Regions from separate parts of the Mus musculus genome. Here all the other regions are linked to region 3. A link is a contact called in public Hi-C and Micro-C data. All regions are on one chromosome and are shown on one strand. Each heading gives the region's core, a stretch centred on a gene start, on an enhancer-like site or on the middle of the called end of the contact. The rest is flanking DNA. Distances are from core to core; before and after follow the strand shown. Region 1 overlaps Arid5b (AT rich interactive domain 5B (MRF1-like)). Region 2 has its middle 81 kb from the start of Rtkn2. Region 3 overlaps Cabcoco1 (ciliary associated calcium binding coiled-coil 1).

Region 1 (2,772 bases), core at 197-2,696, 290 kb before region 3:
TTAAACTGAAGGTGAGAGCATCCGAGCTCTGGAATATTCTGGAAAGATAGACCCTCGCCCTCTCTGTCCATGCCAAACATGGGAGGCGTTGTAATCCTCTGTAGGTGTCGGATGTTAGGCACTTCGCCATCTAAGTCCTCTTGTAGTATACTCGGTAGCTGGGTATTGCCAATTGCTATGGTTAATAATGCTAAAGAGGAGGAACCCGAGACACAGACACTAGGAGCAAGAGGCAACGGTCAGTGAACCCACCTCAGACCCACAAGCAGTCGTCAGTTACTGCCTTGGCTCTGCCATCTTCCTCTTTATTCTTTTCTGGCTTTGAGACAAGGTTTTGCTAGGTCCCTAGCCAGCCTGGAACGTGCCTCAAACTTGAAGTGATCCTCCTGCCTCTACCTCACAAAAGCTGGGATTAAAGGTATGTATGCGTCTTCTTCAGCTCTCGCTCTGTGCTTCTTCACTCTACACAGCAGCCTGGCTTGATATGCAAGCAAGCGGGGCCTTATTTAAAGCAGACCGCAAGGGCAACTGGCGTATACTTCCTATACAGTTCCTCTGTGAATTTAAGATAGATTAAGCTCAGTTTATTCACTGCTAGCTTGGATCAGTGAGCTACACGCAAAGGATATCAAGCATCCCAATATATCTCTAGTGAGATTGTGAGAGTTGTATAAAGGGACCAGTAAGGGTTCTTGGAGTGTCACAGAGACACTGACCTCATGGAGTCATAGGGGAAGAGATCTAGGAAGAGCGATGCTCCAATTAAAGTCTGCAGGAAGAAAGAAGTCACCACCAGTCTGGTGGGTCAGATGAGTGAGTTTCTTTTTTAGGAAGCATGCATGTACAGGTTCTAGCCTGATGGAGGACAACATACATTAAGATCTAAACAGAGGTCCCAACTTTCCAGGCTCTACAGAACCCAAGGGAGGCACCTCTGTCCTCTTACTGCAAGATAAACACATCAGCTAGTGAGGAGCCTCATATCACAGGCCTACAGAAGGGAGACTCAAGATGACAGATAAGGGATGGAGCAAGATGTAGCTTGGTGTACAGCCTAGAAAAGTGGGGGACAGAAAGAAGAAGAAACTCAGCGTCCTGGCTACTCAGGTAGGAAAGGCTTCTTCTGGTTCCCAGTTTCAGAAGGACTGGAATCCCATCATCACTGTGGGAGCAGGTTAGTTCATGGGGACTGGGCTATATGATAGAAATTTTTACATTAGGACAGGTCAGCAAGCAGAGCGGAGAGCAAGACCTTCAGAGACCCACCCCCAGTGACCAATTTTTGCTCGCTAGGTTCCATCTCCCAAGGGCTCCATGACACTTGAAGAATAGCGCCACCATGTGGGAACAATTAATCCAAGCATGAATCTCTGGGGCTGGGGGGTGGGAGGCGGCATTTCAGATTTAAAACATAACACACTGACTCTGATCCTTTTTGCTTCTGTACTGCAGATACTAACCCTGGCTGCCAATTCTGCCAAGAGTCTCCTTCCCCCTGTGCCTTGTCAGGGTGACACAACCCCTCATTTGTATGCGTCATCATAGATGATAAAAAGCTCACAATTATTTCTTTCATTCCCCCTAGCCCACATTCAGCGTCTTCTGCCAAAGGAAGTTGCTGATTTTAATATATGGTTCTTCATTTATTCATTTTCAGGCGGCAAACAATTTTTAATTAGCCTGGTCTTTATTAAGGATGTGGAACAGGTTATTAGCTAGGTGCATCTTTGGGTCTTTAAGAAGAGTGAAAAAGACATCTTCAATTTGTGTGTGATGTTCTGGGGTTTAATTGATATTAGTCAACAGATCTAGAGCAAATCTCCCCAAGTCCCATTTTTAAACCCTGACTCAACTGACATTCCCACACGGCTAAGAGGAGAGTGGGATTAATATATTAGTCACTGGGTAAAATGTGCCAGGCCCTGTTACGTGAGTTCCAGTAAAATATGCAAGGGGAAAATAAAAAACAAAAGTTAAAACTATCTTCTCTGTCTGCCGAAGCTGACAGGAAGGATTCACTTTGCTCCGGGATGGTATTTATTCACAGTTCGCACTGTAATTTGCAAGTCCCCACCCTGGAATGCGAGCTCCTGGAAGTAGCACGGGGTTGTGTTCTTTATTGTACTACGGCCCGCTGGTTCATTTCCTTATGTAGGATTCCACACAAGGACATAGCTGATAACCCATAAATCTCAATTGGATTATGTGTGAGTGGACAGACAAACTGACCTTGTCACCTGTATTGACTCACAAGTCATATGCTCAATTCGTGAGGGAGAGGAAAGCCTTGGGCCACTCTCTTTGGTGTTCTGCCTGGCCAGGTGGTCCATAGGCTCAGTTGGGGGATGGAGGAAAGACGCAGCAAGAGGTAAATGAGCCAGCTAGCGTCTATACCTCTCTAAAGTCCTGAGAAGGAAGTCCGTTAGGGGCCTTATTAGGCAGCCAACTTGTTGCTTCTCAGCTGTTTTTTTCCCAAGGAGCACGGGAGAATTTACAAGGCCAGCACCATCTATGCAAATTCACATCTTGGGCTCCTATTTAATGAAAGCCATTTTGGAATATGTTCATCAACTATCTTCGAAAAATGTTTCCAATTTGCCATTTAAATGCAAATAAGCTTCCCATGGACTTTAGCTCTGATGGCCCCTGGGGGTCAGCCTGCATGAGTTGGCTTGTTTCCTTAGACACAGACAACTTCAGGGCTTTGTGTAAATACGGGAGCTGTGGTGTGGCTCCTCCGTTTCGTAGCATGTAGTGGCATGCATGAGAGAC
Region 2 (2,817 bases), core at 107-2,606, 390 kb before region 3:
CCCATTATCAAACGCAGTAAGTAAGGTTTATTCTGTGCTCTACACTTTAGGGTTGTATTAAACTAGAAATATAAAACCCATGTTTCCGGAAAATGCAAGATGCTGTATCTACATTGAGGCTGAACAAGAAGAATCACCATGGGCTACACACAGATTAATTACTATCTTCAAAGAATTACAATACTATCAAACATTCCTACCACAAAATTATGCTGAACAAAATTTAATCTTTCTGTGACTGTTCAAAAGAATTTAGGATCTTGTAATCCTCCAGGGACATTACCATTTTATAAATCGCACCAAAAAAAAAAAAATTTCTCATTATTTCTGCTCCCTGGTAGTTTGGATTCAGGAGAAATGGGAATTTACTGTAATACTTTGAGTTATTGAGTTCTGGAAGCTCACAGCACTTCAAATATACATGCATTATATCACTTATCTTGCTCATGAAATTTACAAATGGAAACAGTTAGTAATGGGTGGATTTTTAGATACAAAGTCTGTTCCTTGAAGTTCTAATGAATAATTCTTCCATTTGGCATTTCTAAACCGACACTGGCTTGCTTTTCTATTGCAGCACATAATATAATATACACATCAGCTGAAGATCAAATAGGCCTAAGGCTAGCAGCAAAGAAATTTGAACTATAATTTTATTGTATTTTAAAGTATATAGTAATCTGATTCCACATTTCAGCTCATAAATGTTCTGATGAACCTGGATGGTACAATTTCTTTTCATATCAACGAAAAACTCCAGTCTGACACCATAAAAGCCAATACATTTGCATGTACTCATGGTTTTTTATCAAACTAAAAATATTCAAACTGTACGTGGAAAAAAGACTGTTTTAATTTAAAAGATGTTTTGTTCTTGTCTTCATCCTCAAACTCAGTGTAATTGTGCTTTCTATTTATGGATTAACTGTGGCCAAATATAATATATTTAATATATAAATGACTCTTGTCACGCTTGCAAATATCTCTCTCCCTTAAAATGTAATTAGTTTCTCTCTGCTGCTAAAAAATTTAATGCACTCAAAAGCCAGGGCTTATTTCTGCATCTCCTGCTGTTTGGGGAGTATCTGTCCTCCCACTACCAAGCACAGATAATCAAACGTGAGCCTAGAGAAAAAAAAAATCCTCCATTTAGGCAACATGAATCTGTACTAAATCTGATGTAACAGATTAATACAGAGCACGAGGTACATTCAATAGGAAAATGGCATTTAAATATTAATACTAGATAAATACACTCTTGCTTCTGTCCTTGATAATTTATAAGTCATATGCTTCTAGACAGAAATAAATCATTCTTCGTTTATATCGTTGCTGGGAAACAAGCAGAAACACGGAAAGCAAGGCCCAGCTTTCCTCCTTAGTCCTGACAGGGTCCAGTTTCTACCTCATTCTCTTGCCGCCTTCATCTGTGTCCCAACTGGTGTCCGATCCTAGTCTGGTTTCTCGTATTAAATGTATATTTCTCCAACCAATATCTGAAGTGGTAATGTTCCAACAGTCCAAATGTCGATTATGAAAACAAACATTTGCTTCTCGAGCAAATGTTTTCACACAAAGGCATTTGATTCCCCGTACTGGAGCAAACAAACATTTGTTCTAGGCGCTTAAAGCAGCCAAAAGTTCCTGCTGAAACATTCTGCAGGCTGGCTGGCTTGACTCCCTGGAGCAGGACTTGGTGATGTCCGAGGGTGCCTGAGAGGCCAGTTGCCGGCCTTCGCCGCTCTTCCCAGTACACGGAGCCCACTAAGAAGCTGAAACATTTTTAAAGCACAGTTTGGAAGATAATGTGTGTTTAGTCGTGATGTCTCCATTAGAATATGTCTTAAGAATACTTCATTTGTTAGAACAAATTCAGCCTTGCACCTCGTAATCCTAGGACTGAGTTCTTTGGAAAATTCACAAAGCCATTTCACACATAAAACCACTCAGGCAATTTGGTGGTCATTATTTATGCAGCGGCCTGCAAGCACTCCCCCTACGTGACTAGTTCTGTCACTTCATTAATGTTTATGTTCTCTCTAGAGCGAGGTCGGGATTATCCTTGTGAATATATTTTATTTAAGTGTACATCCGCTTCAATGTGGAGATTTAGCTTTCACAGAAAAAAAATCCTCTTGTTTCCGTATTATTTAATGCTTTTTTGAAATGAATCAATATTTCTAGGGAAGTAATTTACTTAAATACATGTTCTTTAAGGCGCAGGGAAATTGATTCTTTACTTCTGCTCCAAAGACGTAGTATCCTAGCAACTGAGTCAAGATTGATTCTCTGGCTAGTTTTTCTAAACTGAAAATAGTTCCTAGCTCATTTAAAAACAAACCACAAAATTGTCTTAAGAGGAATGAATAAATGAATGAATGAATGAATGAATGAATGAATGCAGAAAGGGAACAGGGAGCATGCAGACCCAAGACGTCATTTCAGGAGTATTTAGAAGAACATGGGACATTTTGGGGTCTTCAGAGGAAGTTGCTGAATCTGGGGCCAGCCTGGGCTACACTGTGAGTTTTTAGGTCACTCTGGGTGAAAGGGTGAGACCCTGCCTCACAACACAAACAACCAAGGATGCTGAACTATGCTGGTTAGGTGTTTGTTTGCTTGCTTGCTTTTTGTCAACTTGACACAAGCTAGAGTCATCTGAGAAGAGAGAACTCAGCTCAGAAAATGTCTCTGTCCCCATCAGATTGCATGTAGACAAGCCTTTGGGTACCTTTTTTGGTTGATGTTTGACGAGAATGGGCTCAGCCCACTTCTCCTGGGATGTATAAGAAAGCAAAGTGAGCAAGCCATGAGGAA
Region 3 (2,737 bases), core at 197-2,696:
TCAGTGAGTCTGAAAGAAGAGGTAAGGTATTATCATAGTGGAAAGCCTGTTTTGAATCATCAGATATAAACTTAAAAGGTGAATTTTACCCTTTCTCCTTTTGCATTTCCGTTGGCCCTGCGGAAGGCTTGCCTGCAGATGAAGCTATCTTGTGGAGAATAATATTCTCTCTTTCCCTGAACAACTACCTACCTGTGGTTTGCAGAAATTACTGGAGACAACACACCATGACGGATGGAAGCAGAACTACAATGGAAGACACTAAATCTTTTTGGTTTTATTCTTTTGGCGGGGGCGGGGAGGGGAGCAGCGGGGGGGGGGGGTGACCAGGGATACTTTCTGTTGTTTTGACAGCGTAAAGTCCCTGTGTAAGATGAGGCTGAGGCAGAGTTTATTTGGCTCATTTTAACTTCAAAGAGTTCTGGTTGAACTCCACAGTCATCAAGAAAATTGGGAAAGGGGGTGGGAAGCCTTCTTAAAAGTTTAGTAAAATGAGTTTCATCTAGAAATCTAGCGTTCAGGAGGCTAAACGGTTAGGATGTTTATAAAGTGCTACGAAACTTTGAGAGAAGTCAATGCTGTCATTGTCCCTGACTTTGAAGACCCGGCGTATCTATTTTAAGTAATCTGACATTAAAAAAATGTGCTGACAAATATAGATTTGAAAAACAACACAGGAAGTTGTAAATCAGCCCGTAACCCTTAGCATGGAGGAAGCAAGAGACCAGGGAAATGTAGCCATTTGCTTTAGTCAACCCCAGCCGTCCTGTCCTTTTTAACTGAAGAGAGTTTGCCAAAGGCATGATGTTTACATTTCAGATCTCTTGCTTTCTTTTTTGTCTTACTCCTCGTTTGTGTGCTTCTCTCGTCTCCAGTAGGCTCATAAATTATTACTAGGAAACATGTTATCATAGGTATAAATATTTCCCTCTCTGGTTAGCTCTGCTTGGTCCCCCTGCTACCTGTTTTAATATCTCCTAGTTGAGTCCTAAATTGTATTATTAGGGGCAGTCTTCAGGCTGACAGGGAAAAGGGGCTTCCTGTGTCAGAGGCGGCGCTGCAGGTCACTTTCTGGATGTTGTTACAGTAAAGGCAGACTCACTTTGGAGGAGTCTGGGTCCTTCCTCTTTACACACCGAGTTCTCTAAGAAAACTTTTTGCCTATATTTAGCAGACTCTGCCCGTTTACTCTTAAACACAGCTCGGAAGTATTTTGGTGATATCTAGATTCTAAGCTGGAATGTTCTAGATATCCAGGCTCCCTTTACCCTACTCCAACCCAGCCTGATGTATATTGAAATCCTGGACAGACTCCTCCTGCTTCTATCGAGAGTGAGAGCAGTTTCTTTGTGAAGTCCTTCTGAACTGCTTTAGGTCATCTCTGGTCCAGTTACAGAAGACACATTCCATGTTGCTGAATTTCAAACGGCCTTTGCTCTGTTTACACAAGTCGTCAGAAGCTGCCCAGACCCAGTGTTTTCCTGTAGTGATATAGCATATCTCAGCTGTACAGCCTGTGTGTTCTGGAGTTTTACTGGGCAGGCCTGGGCTTGCCCACTTACCCTATGTTATTGTCTTTTCAAGCCTCCCCCGTTTTCCAGCTTCTTTACCTTACTGATATCAGTGGCTTCACTTCTACAGGACACAAAGTAGAGTAATTATTCCCTCTGCCCAGGCCTAACGCTCAATCATCCAGGAAGCTCTTCGGGAACAGCTCCACAATGTTTATACATCTGCCTTACTTTGGCTCTTTGCCTTTCTTTTCTTTTTTTTTTTTTCTAATGTTTTTTTTTAATTGGGTATTTATTTCATTTACATTTCCAATGCTATCCCCAAAGTCCCCCACACACTCCCCCACCCACTCCCCCACCCATCCACTCCCACTTCTTGGCCCTGTCGTTCCACTGTACTGAGGCATATAAAGTTTGCACGACCAATGGGCCTCTCTTTCCACTGATGGCCGACTAGGCCATCTTCTGATTCATATGTAGCTAGAGACACGAGCTCAGGGCGGGGGGGGGGGGTGGTGGTACTGGTTTGTTCATATTGTTGTTCCACCTATAGGATTGCAGATCCCTTTAGCTCCTTGGGTACTTTCTCTAGCTCCTCCATTGGGGGCCCTGTGATCCATCCAATAGCTGACTGTAAGCATCCACTTCTGTGTTTGCTAGGCCCTGGCATAGTCTCACAAGAGACAGCTCTATCTGGGTCCGTTAGGCAAAATCTTGCTAGTGTATGCAATGGTGTCAGCGTTTGGAAGCTGATTTTGGGATGGATCCCCGGATATGGCAGTCTCTAGATGATCCATCCTTTCATCTCAGCACCAAACGTTGTCTCTGTAACTCCTTCCATGGGTGTTTTGATCCCAATTCTAAGAAGGGGGAAAGTGTCCACATACCTTTGCCTTTCTTGACCCTGCTCGTTTGCATCTTTGAAGCCCAAGTTCTTGCCTTCACAGACCTCAGGCTCCAGTTGTAAGAATTGCCAACGTTTTCTAACTTGTTTTACAAAGTGCAAAGTGACTAAACACACTGCGGGTGCTCAGTAGATATTTTTTAGAGAGAGGATGGTTAAAAAAGGATGGAGGGGCCTTGAGGTTGCTCAGAAGATAATGGTGTTTGTCATGAAAAGCTGGCAGCCTGAATTTAAGTCCCAGACCCCGTGAAAGGTGGGGACAGAGAAAACTAACTCCAGAGTTGTCCTCTGGCCTGCATGTGTGCTCCATGGTAAGAAGATC

The links. A called contact is a pair of places that touch in the nucleus more often than the background predicts.
Region 1: a contact with region 3 is called in a Micro-C map of the HL-1 cell line, with 3 times the contacts expected there. The contact joins two enhancer-like sites. A contact is called at or near these places in 10 of 484 Hi-C or Micro-C datasets (B cells, ECoMG-derived neutrophils, the HL-1 cell line and 5 more).
Region 2: a contact with region 3 is called in a Hi-C map of liver, with 4 times the contacts expected there. The contact joins two enhancer-like sites. A contact is called at or near these places in 2 of 484 Hi-C or Micro-C datasets (embryonic stem cells and liver) and 1 of 115 datasets of contacts at active chromatin or transcription factors (microglia).

Annotation. Positions count from the first base shown.
Region 1 is chr10:68,154,960-68,157,731 of GRCm38.p6, forward strand. The region is part of intron 4 of Arid5b (AT rich interactive domain 5B (MRF1-like)); the gene reads right to left. Gm51770 (a long non-coding RNA gene) reads left to right here. Exons shown (of 3, transcript XR_003948901.1): 1 at 1-1,174. Among named protein-coding and RNA genes, the nearest start is that of Gm51770, 5.2 kb to the left of the region's middle. Within about 2 kb of position 1,447, at least 72 of the 459 cell types and tissues checked have an H3K27ac peak or open chromatin away from gene starts, as enhancers often do. A contact at or near this core is called in the HL-1 cell line, where this site is marked.
Region 2 is chr10:68,059,440-68,062,256 of GRCm38.p6, forward strand. No RefSeq gene overlaps it. Among named protein-coding and RNA genes, the nearest start is that of Rtkn2, 81 kb to the left of the region's middle. Within about 2 kb of position 1,357, at least 29 of the 459 cell types and tissues checked have an H3K27ac peak or open chromatin away from gene starts, as enhancers often do. A contact at or near this core is called in liver, where this site is marked.
Region 3 is chr10:68,445,380-68,448,116 of GRCm38.p6, forward strand. The region is part of intron 5 of Cabcoco1 (ciliary associated calcium binding coiled-coil 1); the gene reads right to left. Among named protein-coding and RNA genes, the nearest start is that of Gm40683, 60 kb to the left of the region's middle. Within about 2 kb of position 1,447, at least 135 of the 459 cell types and tissues checked have an H3K27ac peak or open chromatin away from gene starts, as enhancers often do. A contact at or near this core is called in the HL-1 cell line and liver, where this site is marked.